2 separate regions of the Mus musculus genome follow, and region 1 is linked to region 2. A link is a contact called in public Hi-C data. All regions are on one chromosome and are shown on one strand. The core of a region is the stretch at or near the end of the contact, and the rest is flanking DNA. Distances in the headings are between cores, read along the strand shown.

Region 1 (6,377 bases), core at 2,488-4,987, 600 kb after region 2:
CTAGAGGACAGATGCTGTAGTAAGTACAGGCAGAAGGCCCACAGCAGTGGAGTGGCTCACACACCGCCAGAAGGTGTCAGTGGGAATGTAGACTCATTCCCATGGGGCAGCCATGCTAGACCGAGCCACTTAGACGAAACGCAAGTCACACTGACGGCTATCCTGATATGGTGCCAGGCACCTATCAAAGGTTCACCGAAGCCAGAACACAAGTCCCAGAGCAATGGCCGTGGGAAAAACAGGTTGGCTCTAGAGGAAGGCAGCTGGGGCTATGTGACTCTGTGAGCAGGCTCTGCTGGAGGCGGTTCCAACCAGAAGAGGACCACAGGAGCAGAGAGGAGTTGAAAGGGCTGAGGGCAGCAGAGGGACTGGTGTGAAGATGTGGTGGCCATGGTGAGGGTGATGATGACAGTGGAGGCATTGGAGGAGGCTATGGTAGAGGTGTTGGTGGTGGTGGTGATTATGATAGTGATGTCAGTGATGGTGGTGATAGGGGTGAGGGTTGTTTTTGGTGGTGGTGTTAGTTGTTATCATGGTAATGAGTACAGTGGTGCTGATGGCCCCACGGTTCTTGTGCCAGGGGCTCTGACAAAGGGTCCAAAGCTATTTGTTAGAACTCTTCAGGGCTGCAGGTGCGGCTCTCTCAGCAGTAACTCTCTCACCTAACATGCAGGAGGTATGGATTTAGTCCTCAGTGCTGTAAAAGTAAATGAGCAATGCTGCACCTAATGTCACAATTGAAGGAGACAGACAGACAGACAGGAACTCTGTAGGGCTGCATCGTGTGGGGCCTGTTTCTGGAAGACTCCACATGTCCTGCCAGCAGCTGGGAGATCACAGGGTCTCCTTAGCAGGGCCGCCTCTGGCCTGCTTGCTTGCCTGTGTCCTGGCTCTCACTGCAGGACTCTTTGCCTTGTCAGAAATAGTTAAGAACCTCAGGCCCAAGTCCCAAACAGTTTTTAACCTGTCTCAGTGTGAGTACCCATCCATAGGTTCTACAGTCCATCTGTTTGACTTCAAATCTCACCTCAGCGACCTGGGCAGGTCTCCCAGTTTGCACTATGTGACACTCTGGCCACTGGATCCAGTAGTCAGGGCAGCCCTGTGGCCTCAGGAGCTGAGAAACCACATGCTCTCCGAAATTATTTCATGCTCAGGTTTGATGTTTCCTTGAGGGCTATGTAGCCTAAACTCAGCTCCTTTCTCCAACTTCCAAATACTAGGCTGACAGGCCTTCACCCCTCCCCCCACCCCCTACACTTCCACTTGATTTAAAGAGTCACCCATGCTTCATTGTGGCAGGATCCAGTTGTGGGTAGTGGTGTACTTCCTGTCCCCTTCTCGAGGTGACAGAAGGGAGCATTTCAGACAGGCTTTTACCTGCTGCCTGTCCTGTGTTTTGGTATCTTGTCATCTGAGAGTGTCATTCACACCAACAATGAGCCCTTGTCCCACATTCTCTATGGTACCTGGAGCCTTCACAATTTCACAGGTGGGTGTGACATCCTCTTCCTCCACTTCTTTAATGGAAAAAGGGCAGGCAGTATGAAGCAAGCTTCTCAAGTGCACACAGAAAGCGGTGGGGCTTGTTCTCACTAAGGCAGCCTGGCTTTGGGATCTGTGTTCCTCAGTGCTTACACAGGCAAGTAGAGGCATTCCTTATTTGAGCTAGAATAGAACGAACCACAGTCCCAGGACTTGGGATACGCTGAGGCAGGAGGATATAAGATCAACGTAAGCTTGGGCTGCATAGTTTGGGACCAAAGAGACAATAATAGCATAGCCAATCCTGGCAGTGTGGACGTGCAGTCTCAGCTACACCAGAGGCTGAGGAGAGAACATGGGAAGTTCACAACCAGCAGGAACAAATCAGCAAAGATGGTCTCAAAATAGAAAACACAAAAAGGGCTAGAGAAGTAGCTTAGTAGAAAGCCTAGAATCCCCCAGTGAGGGGCTGGGGGGCCTGGCTCAGTGGCAGAGCCCTGCCTAGAATCTCCCAGTGAGGGTCTGGGGGCATGGCTCAGTGGTAGCACCCCTGCCTACAATTCTCCAGTGAGGGGTTGGAGCATAGTTCAGTCGTAGAGGTCTTGTTTTACATGCACACAGCCCTAGCTTTAATCCTTGGAGCTGGACATTGTGGTCACAATGACTGCTGAGACTGCTTAATGCTCTGACAAAGATGGCCTGGCAGCAAGACAAGAACAGGGAAAGTGGACATTTGTCCTTTGGATACTGGCCAGTACCTATTGCCACCACTAACCTCATCCCAACCTCTGTCAGGCTATCTCCCCAGAGGCCAAGACTGGTGCAGGCAGATACCAATTGGAGTCTCTTGTTCCCAGGCCACAGGACAAATTCAAGAAGGAACCAATCAAAACAGCCCGGGTACAGTGAACTGACGTTTGGAGTTCCTCAGGACTCTTTCTCTTGCTGGGGAGAAACTGAGGCTCTGCCAAGCATGTTCTGGGAGAGTTTGTTTGAAGGAGGAGCCAACAGGATGGGAAGCAATCCAGAGCCACCAAGGCAGCCGATGGTACAGTTGGAGCCCTTGAAGGAACCAGGGCTGAAATCCCACCCCCATCCATGAGAGGTGTCAACCCCTCTGACAGGTAGAAGGAGACAATAGGCATGGTGGAATCCAGAGCAGGTACCGCTTGCCACAAGCTGTCAGGTGTCTCCTAGGCTGCATGCTGAGGCTGTGCACTGGCCCCACTGGGCATGCCCAGAATCTCTACCAGCACACCAACCCCCAACAGTGGGATGCACACAGAGGTCATAGATACAGGTTGCCGTGTGGACCGATGTACCAGCCAGCTCAATGGCAAGCCTGGGTAGGGAGGCAGTGATACACATCCTCCCCATTGTGGAGCTCAGAGGATTAGGCTGTGCAAGCAACTGGCTTGTGAAGCTGGGGGTATTGGAGATGTACATGATAGAGATAGCCCGTATGGGAGCAGAGGGCATCTCCCATGTCCCTACCCAGGCAAAACTGGGCATGAACATAGGTATCATATTTCATGGCAGATATGGCATGACAATAGTCACAGAGGACTAAAAAGCCAGTGTCAGTCTGCAACACTCTCCTCAAGGCACCGAGGTGAACATATCAAGGCCACTCTCTTAGTTAGGGTTTTATTGCTGGGAAGAGACACCAGGACCAAGACAAATCTTATCAAGGAAAACATTTAATTGGGGCTGGTTTATGATGGAAATGGAGGTTTATTCTCTTATCATCATGACGGGAAGCATGGCAGCACACAGGCAGACGAGGTGCTGGAGGGGTAGCTGAGCATTCTACCCCATGATCTGCAGGCAGCAGAGGGAGACTGTGTCCCACACTGGGATTAGCTTGAGCATAGGAGACTTCTAAACCCACCCCCCACAGTGACACACTTCCTACGACAGGTCACACCTCCTCCAACAAGGCCACTCCCTATGGCCAAGCATTCAAATATATAAATTTATAGGGACCAAACCTATTCGTCCCTCCACAGCCACCAATAGAATGTAGAGGATAGGGCTGTGCCCTTATCAGACTCCTGGGACAGGCCCGACACTCCCTGCCTTAGTTACCTTTCTAAGCTGTGATAAAACACCATGACCAAGGCAATTTGTAGAAGACAGGGTTAATTTGGGCCTCTGGGTTCTAAAGGGTTAGGGCCCTTAATGTTGCAGACAGAGTGACAACAGGGATCAGAATAGCAGCCACTGAGATTTCACTGCTCACACTGAAAACAGGAAACAGGTCACATACAGGAAACAGGGCAAGGTTTTTGAAACCTCAAAGCCTGCCCTACAGTGACATACTTCCTCCAGCAAGGTCACCTCTCCTAAATCTACCCAAACTGTCAACTGGGGACCAAGCATTCCGATGCCCAAGAATTAGGGACTTTTCGTTCAAACCACCACACTCCCCTAGAGCCTTTGGGCTGTGACCCTGCCTTCTTTAGACTGGCTTTGCTTATGTGTGTTAGGAAGGAAACAGAAATCTTGTCAAGAAAGCTTTTGGTTGGGAGCGTAGTTCCGTGGTAAAGCTCTTGCTGGCCTAGTTGCCCACAAGGTCTCAGATCTCATCCCTAGTATCTTGCCACCCCCCCCCCAATTGTGATGGCGCATGCTTATGCCATGCAGTGAGACTCAAAGGAAAGGAAGGGGCTGGAAAGATAACTCCGCAGTTAAGAGCATGCATTGCTTTTTGCAAAGAACCAGAATTTGTTCCCAACACCCAAGTTGGGCGGTGAATGACTGCCTGCAACTTTAACTCCAATGGATCCAATGCCCTCTTTTGACCATTTTAGGCACTGCACTCATATGCACACACACACACACACACACACACACACACACACACACACACACACCACATAAAAATAAAATAAATCTCAAAAAAGAAAAGAAAAACACACCATGCCTTTTCCAGTTAGCTCTCTCTGCTTCCTACTTTTGGATCAGGATGTAAGCTCTCACCTTCTGCTCCAGTGCCATGCCTGCCTGCCTACCTGCCCGCTGCCACGCTTCCCACCATGATGGTCAAGAACTCTAACCTGGAACTGTGGGTCATGGATTAAACATTTTTTTTCATAAGTTGCTTTGGTCCTAGTGTCTTACCACAAGGTAGACAAATAACTAAGTTCTGGGGCTGTCAGGCTTTCTAGGGCTGGCTAACATCAACCCAGAAGGACACCAGGGCAGCCCCACAGCGTGTATTTCTACCTCTTCTCTAACATCAGCAGCAGCAGGGCAGGGGTGAGGGTGACTGACAGCTTAGGGGAGGGTCTCTGAGGGTTCGATGACCCTCACCAACCATTGCCACATATCCACTACGATGCCTAATCTTTTAAAATTATTTTAAATTTTATTACATTGTGTGTGTGTGTGTGTGTGAGAGAGAGAGAGACAGAGAGACAGAGAGACAGAGAGAGACAGAGAAATAGAGAAACAGAGACACTAAGGATTAAACTAAGACACATGTTAGGCAAGCATTCTACCACTGAGCCACGCCCCCAGGCCCTCACTTGGGGATTCTAGGCAGGGACTCTACCACTGTGCCACGCCCCCAGTGTGCATGTGTGTGTATGTGTGTCGTGGTGCATATATGGAGGTCAGAAAATGTCTTACAGAAAGTTGGCTCTCTCCTTCCATAGTGTGAGCCTGGGATAAAACCCAGGGCATCAGTCTTGGCAGCAAGCCCCCCTACCTGCTGAGCCATCTCATGGGTCCTTGTTTTGTTCCAGTATTGGGAATTAAACCCAGAGCCTTGCATTTGACAGTGGTAGTTCACCTTCATTGCCAACTTGAATGGATTGAGACAACCATGGAACCACCCTCTGGATCTGCTGAGTGTGCTTGAACCTGAGAGCAGGATCCCCATGGCCTCAGTGATGTAAACGGTATAGGACACCCCAGTTTCTCTGTCTGTAACAACAGCTGGACTCCTGCACTGTCCTGTGTGTAGGGATCTGACCTCTTTCTGGGTCCTGGGTGCCTGTGATAGTGCTACCTAGTGAGCAAGCCCCAGACATACTGTCTCTTTCCTTCCTCCTTCTTCTACCTCTCCTGTCCACATCCAGACCAGTAGCAGCCAGACTGGGTGGGAATAGCAGTTCATGGGAGCTTCCCAGGCCCCTGTGTACACCAGTCACCTCTGTCCCACCCTGACCCTCCCAGAGTCCACCCCTCAGGTTGTAAGGTAGAGTGGTCACCCAGCACCTAAGACCCCTATGAAGATGTTTCAGCTACCCAGAACCCCAGCGTGCCCAAGTTGCCACTCCTTTATCCGGCTGTTGAAGCTCCTTTGAGTTGACTCAGATCAGAGTTGTCTAGGATACTTTGTTCCCCCCGAATATGCCAATAACAGCCTTCTGGCTCCCCCATAATCTGGGGTGCTTTGGTGCCCACAGAGGTACCTGATACACTCCAAGTCACCCAGGATCCTGAAACAGGTCTGACGCCTATGCATAGAACAGAGCAGGAGTCGTTGCTGTTACAGATGGAGGGGTACATGGCTGCAGGCTGCCCAGGGTCAGGCACTGGGCATGCATCTGCAGAGGACAATGGGAACAGGGTGCTATGACACACACTTGTCCTCCAGCATTTGAAACAGTTACAGGGGGGGACCAAGAGGCACAGGAGAGAGTTATCTGGAAGTACCGGTGAGATGGCTCAGCTGGTAAAGGCCTCTGCTGTCAAACCTGACAGCCCAGTTCAGTCCCAACAACCCATGTGACAGAAGGAGGGAGCTGGGATACTGAAAGCTGTCCTCTGACCTCCATACACACACCTTGGGCACAGGCGACTCATTCCACACACAACATTTATAATTAAATAGATGCAATTGAGAATTTACTATGGCCACAATTTTGTTACTTATAACTTTA
Region 2 (7,416 bases), core at 1,865-4,364:
ATTCATTGTCCATGCCCGCATTGAGGGAGAGGATTTCAGGAGTACATTGGCGGGAGGGACCTTCTTGAAACTGATGTGCAAAATCAAGTTCAAGGCTGTAGGTGGAGGGAACCTAGGCTGGCAATGTGGCAGAAGAAACAAGAAGGACATCTTCCGGGATTTATGTGCCATCCAATTATGAAGGCCGTTTTGCAACAATAACAGATGGCATCGACGAGTTACTTCAGCATGCCAAGCTGTATTCTGAGTTAGGGGTTGTTTTTTGTTTGTGGGCGGCACTGGAGACAGAGTCCTGGGCCATGCGCATGCTTAGCAAGAGCTCTCCGCAGAGCCAAGTTCCCAGCCTCTAAGCAATTCTTACAGTCACTTAAGCTGTCACTTAGCCATCCAGTGCTTTCATCACTCAAAGCCTCCCCTGCTTTTGCAGATGGTGACATGGTCTTGCTTTGGAAAACAGCGGATTAGACCACTGTACAGAACAGTGAACAACCCGAGGTGACCAGTATTTCCTTCATCCCCAGTGATTGCCCCCTCCCCATAAAGGTCCTCTTGTAATCCAGTCAGCAGCCAGGAGGGGGCTCTGGATCCTCCCACTGTAACTACTTTTGAGCTATTAGTAAAAATCTTCCCTGACCTGCCCACAAAACTTTGTTCAGGAATTTTTGACGAGACTAGCGTCGGTACACTCCCAGCCTTTGGGAGACTGAGACAGAAGGAGCATGATTCAGACCGACCTGGACTGTAAGTCACAGGACAGCTTAGGCTACTCGGTAGGGCTCCTTCTCAAAGTTTAACAATCCAAAACCTCCCGCTGCGGGCCCTGAGCCGCTGGGGGCCCTGAGCTGCTAGGGGCCCTGAGCCGCTGGGGGCCCTGAGCCGCTGGGGGTCCTGAGCCGCTGGGGGTCCTGAGTCGCTGCGGGCCCTGAGCTGCTACGGGCCCTGAGCCGCTGGCTGTGTTTTGTGTGTTTTGCGCTGACAGACACAAAGCGCTCGATCGAGCCTCTTCTTCCACCCATTCTGTTTCATCTTAACTGTTCTTTAAATTATTACATTTGTTTGTTTGTTTTGTGTGAATGTGAGCCAGCATGCACATGCCACAGAGTGCATGCATTGGTCAGAGGACAACTTGTGGGAGTCAGTTCTCATTGTCCACCTTATGTGTCCCAAGGGTCGAACTCAGGTCACCGAGCTTGTCAACAGTCACCGTTGCCCACTGAGCCAACTTAGCGTCTCATGATACATCTATTTCCTCTATGTATGTTTTTCTAGCATGTTTGTGCGTGCATCCAAGGGTGTTAGATCTGGACTGGATGGGACCTGGAAGAGTAGCCCATACTCTTAACTGCTGAGTTGGTCTCTCCAGCTCTTCTCATTTGTGTGTGTGTGTGTGTGGCGGGGGGGGGGGGTGTTGGATGGTTTTTGTTGTCTTGTTTTGCTTTGTTTGAGGTCCCCTGCTTCAGCCTCGTCCGTGCCGAGGTTGCGGGTGCAAGGAACCACACCGTCTCATGGTTTATTTTTATGCTCCCACACTGCTAGCTCCGTGTCCTTGTGTTAATGCCTCTGTGACCCCACAGGAGTCCCACCCAGTGGAATTTGAAGAGTCTCCAAGCTGCATCATCCTCTGGGGAGATGAGCATATATAAATACCACATCTTGAGCATGGTGTTGTATGCCTGTAAAGCCAGCACTTGGAGGTTGTGGTGAGACAGGAGAATTGCTGGGAGTTCAAAGCCAGCCTGGGTATGAGACTCTGTTTGTTTGCGTGTTTGTTTGTTTTAATACTGTAGTGGAGATGGAAAGAAGATTCCATAGACTTGAGCCCTGGTTGCTCTTCCAGAGGACCCACGTTCAGTTCCTAGCAACCATGCTGGTTGACTCAAGATTGTCTGTAACTCCAGCTCCTGGTGGATCTGAGGCCTCTCAGTGGGTACCTCCATTTATGTACACAGATTGACAGACAGACAAACAGACAGACAGACACACACAGGTAATTAAAATAATGAAAATTAAATCTTTTAAAAAATACTCTGCCGGGCGTGTTGGCGCATGCCTTTAATCCCAGCACTCGGGAGGCGGAGGCAGGTGGATTTCTGAGTTCGAGGCCAGCCTGGTCTACAAAGTGAGTTCCAGGACAGCTAGGGCTATACAGAGAAACCCTGTCTCGAAAAACCAAAAAAAAAAAAACCAAAAAAAAAAAACCTCTAAGGGGGGCATGTCATTGGAAATGGCTTTACAGTGCACACCTTGCAGACTTGGCAGATCAAAGAAAAAATTAAAACAAACAATCCAGGGCTGGAGCGATGGCTCCACAGTTAAAAGTACTGGCTGCTCTTGCAAAACACTGAAATTAGGGTTCCAGCAACCACTTGGCAGCTCACAACCCTCTACGGCTCTAGTTCCAGAGGATCTAATGCCCTCTTCTGGCCATTGTGGGCACTGCAGGCATGTGGTACTCAGCCGTTTGTTATGCAAAACACGCATACATATAAAATAAAAACAAACAATCTTTTATTTGTTTAAAAAAATAAATAAAAGACTTGGTGTCACATGACAGCTCACTTTTTCATTGCTGAAGAGTACCCATTGCCTGGGTCCCTCTGCACCCACCTCAATGCCTCACCCAGTCCCGTTTGGTGGACATTTGGGTTGTTTTTTTCCTGATGCCCATGTTCAAGTTCTGCAAACTACATGTTTAGGATGGACAGCAGGGCTGTGGTCTGTGTGCAGTTTAAGTGTACACAAGAACTGTGCAGTGCTCCTCCCTGAAGGATAAAAATCATCGCAACAAGAGAGAGGATGTTACTTAGCTAAGATTGCAAATCCCGGCTGCCTTGAACCTGGAGTTCCCTGCTCTCGGGCCCAACTGCTTATTCAGCAATGCAAGCTGGACAGCTGAGATCTGTCGTACTGTCAGGCTGAAAGGTTATTGGGGGCTGTCACTGGGGGCGTACATGTCCTGTTATTCTGACCTCTGTCCCTAACCATTAATTATTAACCCTCCACCACCACCCCAAGAGACTGCTATCCTAAAGATTTGCCCAGTTAATCAGTAACTGCCCCCCAGCTGGGCAAGGGGCATTTGGTACAGCTGCTATCTGCCTGGCCCCTTCCCCTAGTGTGGTGGTAACCAGGCACTTGCAATGATCTGGACGCGTCTGCCGCTGTATGGCCCCTCCAAGCCCTCTACAGGTGGCTGGCAGCCCCTGCGCTTTGATGGTGGGGCCTTCCATGTCAAGGGAACCGCAGAACTGGCACGGGCTTTGCTAGTGCTTCGCCTATGCGCCTGGCCCCCTTTGGTCACTCATGGACTAGCGGTGAGCAGTAGGCACAAGGTCTGGCCTGGAAGTCTCCCAGACCTGGCTCTGAGCATGTGTTCCCTGTCACCCAGTTTCAGGCCTGGTCTCAGCGACTCCTGGGATCCCGGCTCTCAGGCGCACTTCTTCGAGCATCCATCTACGGGCAGTTTGTGGCCGGGGAGACAGCAGAGGAAGTGAGGAACTGTGTCGGGCAGCTGCAGGCCCTGGGACTCCAGCCCCTGTTGGCAGTACCCACCGAGGAGGAACCAGACTCCACTGCCAAGACCAGGTGAGTAGAGAGAGGAAGGGTAGAAGGGAGGATGGAGTGGGCAGGAAGGGGGCTCTGGAAGCTGACCTCCACTGGCCGGGCAGTGAGGTCTGGTATGAGGAGAACCTTAGCGCCATGCTGCGCTGTGTGGACTTATCCCGAGCCCTCGTGGACGCCCACGGCCCAGCCAGGAACAGCCTCATGCAGCTGAAGGTGACCGCGCTAGCCAGCACTCGGCTTTGTGTAAGTGACAAGTGAGATGGGGGTGGCGATGTGGGGGTGGCTGCCCACCAGGACACCCTCACCATGCCAGCCACCAACCCATTTCAGAAAGAGCTGTCGGCTTGGATCCAAAGACCCAGAGGCTCCTCGGAGCTGAGCCCTGAGAGGCTGGCAGAAGCCATGGACTCGGGTCGGGTAAGGAATGCAGGTGCTCCTCACTGAGGATATGGTTGGCCTGGATAAACATGGGACTCTTGGAGTTCTAAGGGAAGTGTGGGGGTGAAGAGCTATCCAGAGAAGGGATCAGACCAACAGCGCTTTCTCCACAGAGGGCAGGACACGAATAAGACCTGTTGGTCAGTTGCTGAGCATGGTCGTGCATGCCTGTAATCTCAGCACGTGGGAAGCTGAAGCCTGGGCTGTAGAGTGAGACTTGCCTCAAAAGCACTGGCTGGAGAGATGGCTCAGCAGTCAAGAGCCCTCTTGCAGAGGACCAAGGTTTGGTTTTCAGCACCCGCATGGTGATTCATAGCAATCTACAACTCCAGTTCCAGAAAATGCAGCCGTCTCTCCTGACCTCCATAGGTGCCAGGCACACCTGTAGTGTGCATACAAGCATGCAGGCAGAACATCTATAACATAACACACACACACACACACACACACACACACACACACTCACACATGTTGGTGGGTTTGTTTTTAAGACATGCATCCCAGGCTGGTCTTGAACTCTCTGTATAGCCAAGAATGCCTTTGAACTCTTGATCTTCCTGCCTCCACCCCACTAGAGATATAGGCATGTACTATTGTTTCTGGTATAGCTGGTCTTTGCTATTTTTGTGGGTTCTTCTTTTTCCTACATGTATCCTTCTCCCCCGGCCTCCTGCTCTGGTTTCATGCCCTAACACTAGGGATAGGGCAAGAAGGATAGAGGGGGGAGAGAGTCCTGAACTTAATTTCTTTCCTTCTGTTTCTTCTTTGAGCTTGACTAACAAACTACAACCAATCCTCCCCCAAGGGACCAACAACCACTAACCCTGCCTCTTGGAGCCCTGGCATTTATATACCCACTGAAAAGTTCCAGAATTCCAAACTGTCAGACCCCCGAAGCTGGGCCTCCTCTCAAGTCCCGGGATGAGCTGGCCAGCACCCAGTGACCCGAGAGAAAACCACACCTGATGCAAACCGCAAGAGGTTTTATTATCAGCTAGCTGAGGACCAAGTCCCTCTGTCATACAGGGCAGGGGAGTTCGACCCCGAGCGGTGACAGTAGGGGGCTTTTAACAGCTAGCTGAAGAATTGGGAGGAGTTGGAAGGAGAGTTGGGAGGAGTTGGGAGGAGTTGGAAGGAGAGTTGGGAGAAGTTGGGAGGAGTTGGGAGGAGAGTTGGGAGGAGTTGGGAGGAGAGTTGGGAGGAGTTGGGAGGAGTTGGAAGGAGAGTTGGGAGGAGTTGGGAGGAGTTGGGAGAAGTTGGAAGGAGTTGGGAGGAGGAGGGAGGAGTTGGGAGAAGTTGGGAGGAGGGAGGAGTTGGGAGAAGTTGGGAGGAGTTGGGAGGAGAGTTGGGAGGAGTTGGGAGGAGTTGGGAGGAGAGTTGGGAGGAGTTGGGAGGAGGGAGGAGTTGGGAGGAGTTGGGAGGAGAGTTGGCTACAGCTCCTTTCTGGTGAGGGGGGGAGTGAGCTGTAGCCTCCTCTCTGGCGTCTATCTCCATGTCCTTGTAGGTCTTCCTACAGTTATCGCATCTCTGGCTGTAAGGCACAGAAACAAAAAGGCTTTTTGCTGGCTATAGAGAACAAAGCTTCTTTCTGGCTGTATTTTTAGAGATCAAGGAAAACAAGCTTGGGGAACATCCAGGGGCTTTACCTTCCAGGGAGAAACACTCTAAGTCAGGGTCTCACATTCCCCACTCCTTCTAGTACATAGTTCTAACCTTAGATCTAGGAAAATTAAACCTCTGGTCCAGCTGTCAAACAAAGCCAACGTGAGGTCGCAGCTTTAGGATTTGTAACATTGAGAGCCTCAGAAGCCCCTCGAATGAGACTAGAGAGTCTCTCCTCAGTGGTAGGAGGGAGGGAGGAGGTTCCTGTGCTGTGTCTGGTGAGTGTGAGCAAGTGTGAGCAAGGCCAGGCCAGTGGGCTGCAGCAGGGCTGGGAGGGGGAGCTGGGTACATGCTGGAGGAGCAGCGGGGCTTGTCAGAAGCACCACGTAGGGTCCCTTCCATCTGGGTTCAAGGTTGCTGGAATGGTGGCACCAGACCAGGACAGGATCTCCTATTTGAAATTTATGTGGCACTGCAGTGGTTCCTGGTTCATACGCAATTCCCAGGCGTCTTTTCTGACCAGTTCTAGGGCCTTCAAGCGAGCTAGCAGGGGTTGGGAAAAAAGGAACATCAAGGTCGAACATTCTCCTGCTTCTGTTAAGGGGGCCAGTCCCGATGGAGGAGTTCAAAGGGTCTAAGTTTAAATTTTCCTGGGGTGTTCTGTACTCGAAACAAGGCTATGGAAGGAGAGCTGTCCAATCCTTTCTGCCGGTCTCTAAAGCCAATTAAGTTAAGATTTCTTTAATGGTCTATTTACCCGCTCTACCTGTCCTGAACTCTGGGGTTTATAAGCACAATGTAACTTCTAATCTATCCCCAATTGTCTGGCTAACCCTTGGCTTACCTGGGCAATGAAGGAGGGGCCATTGTCTGACGAAAGTACTTTAGGGATGCCAAATCTTGGGAAATTTTCCTCTAATATCTTCTTTGCCATGACATTGGTGTTCTCCTTCTTAGTGGAGAAGGCTTTGACCCACCCTGAAAAAGTGTCTATTAAACCTAATAGATATTTATTACCGTACTTGGCTGGCTTAACTTTAGTAAAATGTACTTTTCAGTATGCCCCTGGTCGGCCACCTCTTAGCCACCTTCCAGGGGCGTTCTTGTGGTGCCCGGCATTGGTGAGGGCACAGGCTTGGCATTTATTAACAATCTCTTGGGCAACGTCAGACAGTTTTATAACATAGTAGTTTGAGTTCTTAACAATTTCTTTGAGCTTCTTAGTTCCCAAGTGCATGAGCCAGTGTAGATTGGCTACATATTGTTGCCCTTCTTTGGTGGGCAGGGCCGAGCAACCATCTTGGGTCTTAGCCACTCCCTGGGGAGTATACCCACATATCTCAGGTATTTTGCCTGTTAGTTCCTGGTCTTCTGAAGTGTAGTCAAAGCCTGCTTCTTTGAGTTTATAATGGTCTTTAAGTTCTTTATTTTTCTCTTAGGGCCACCTGTTTGGCAGCCAGGTCAGCCATCTGATTTCCCTTTGCTATGGCATATTGGCCTTTCTGGTGACCAGGGCAATGTATGATGGCCAGTTTTTTTCTTTTTGGCAAGTGTATGGCTTCTAATAGGCTCAAGATTTCTTCTTTACTTTTAACATCTTTCCCAGCAGATGTGAGTAGCCCCCTTTGCCTATAGATTGTCCCACGTATGTGAGCGGTGGCGAAAGCATACCTGCTGTCTGTGTAGATATTGATGTTCTTCTCTTTGGCCAGCCGCAAGGCTTGGGTGAGTGCGATTAGCTCTGCTCTCTGGGCTGTCGTCCCTTCAGGCAAGCTGCTGGCCCAGATGGTTTGTTTTCCGTTGACCACTGCT

The links. Hi-C and Micro-C count contacts between places; a contact is called where the count stands out from the background.
Region 1: a Hi-C map of pro-B cells shows a contact between it and region 2, with 4 times the contacts expected there. The contact joins the enhancer-like site here to the promoter of Prodh2 in region 2. A contact is called at or near these places in 3 of 39 promoter capture datasets (cranial neural crest, pre-B cells and second pharyngeal arch cranial neural crest), 1 of 484 Hi-C or Micro-C datasets (pro-B cells) and 1 of 9 other capture datasets (adipose tissue).

Annotation. Positions count from the first base shown.
Region 1 is chr7:31,086,139-31,092,515 of GRCm38.p6, forward strand. No RefSeq gene overlaps it. Among named protein-coding and RNA genes, the nearest start is that of Fxyd3, 13 kb to the left of the region's middle. Within about 2 kb of position 3,738, at least 99 of the 459 cell types and tissues checked have an H3K27ac peak or open chromatin away from gene starts, as enhancers often do. A contact at or near this core is called in adipose tissue and pro-B cells, where this site is marked.
Region 2 is chr7:30,490,544-30,497,959 of GRCm38.p6, forward strand. It overlaps Prodh2 (proline dehydrogenase (oxidase) 2), which reads left to right and starts at 3,115. Exons shown (of 10, transcript NM_019546.5): 1 at 3,115-3,314; 2 at 3,389-3,585; 3 at 3,669-3,807; 4 at 3,895-3,981. The coding sequence starts at 3,141.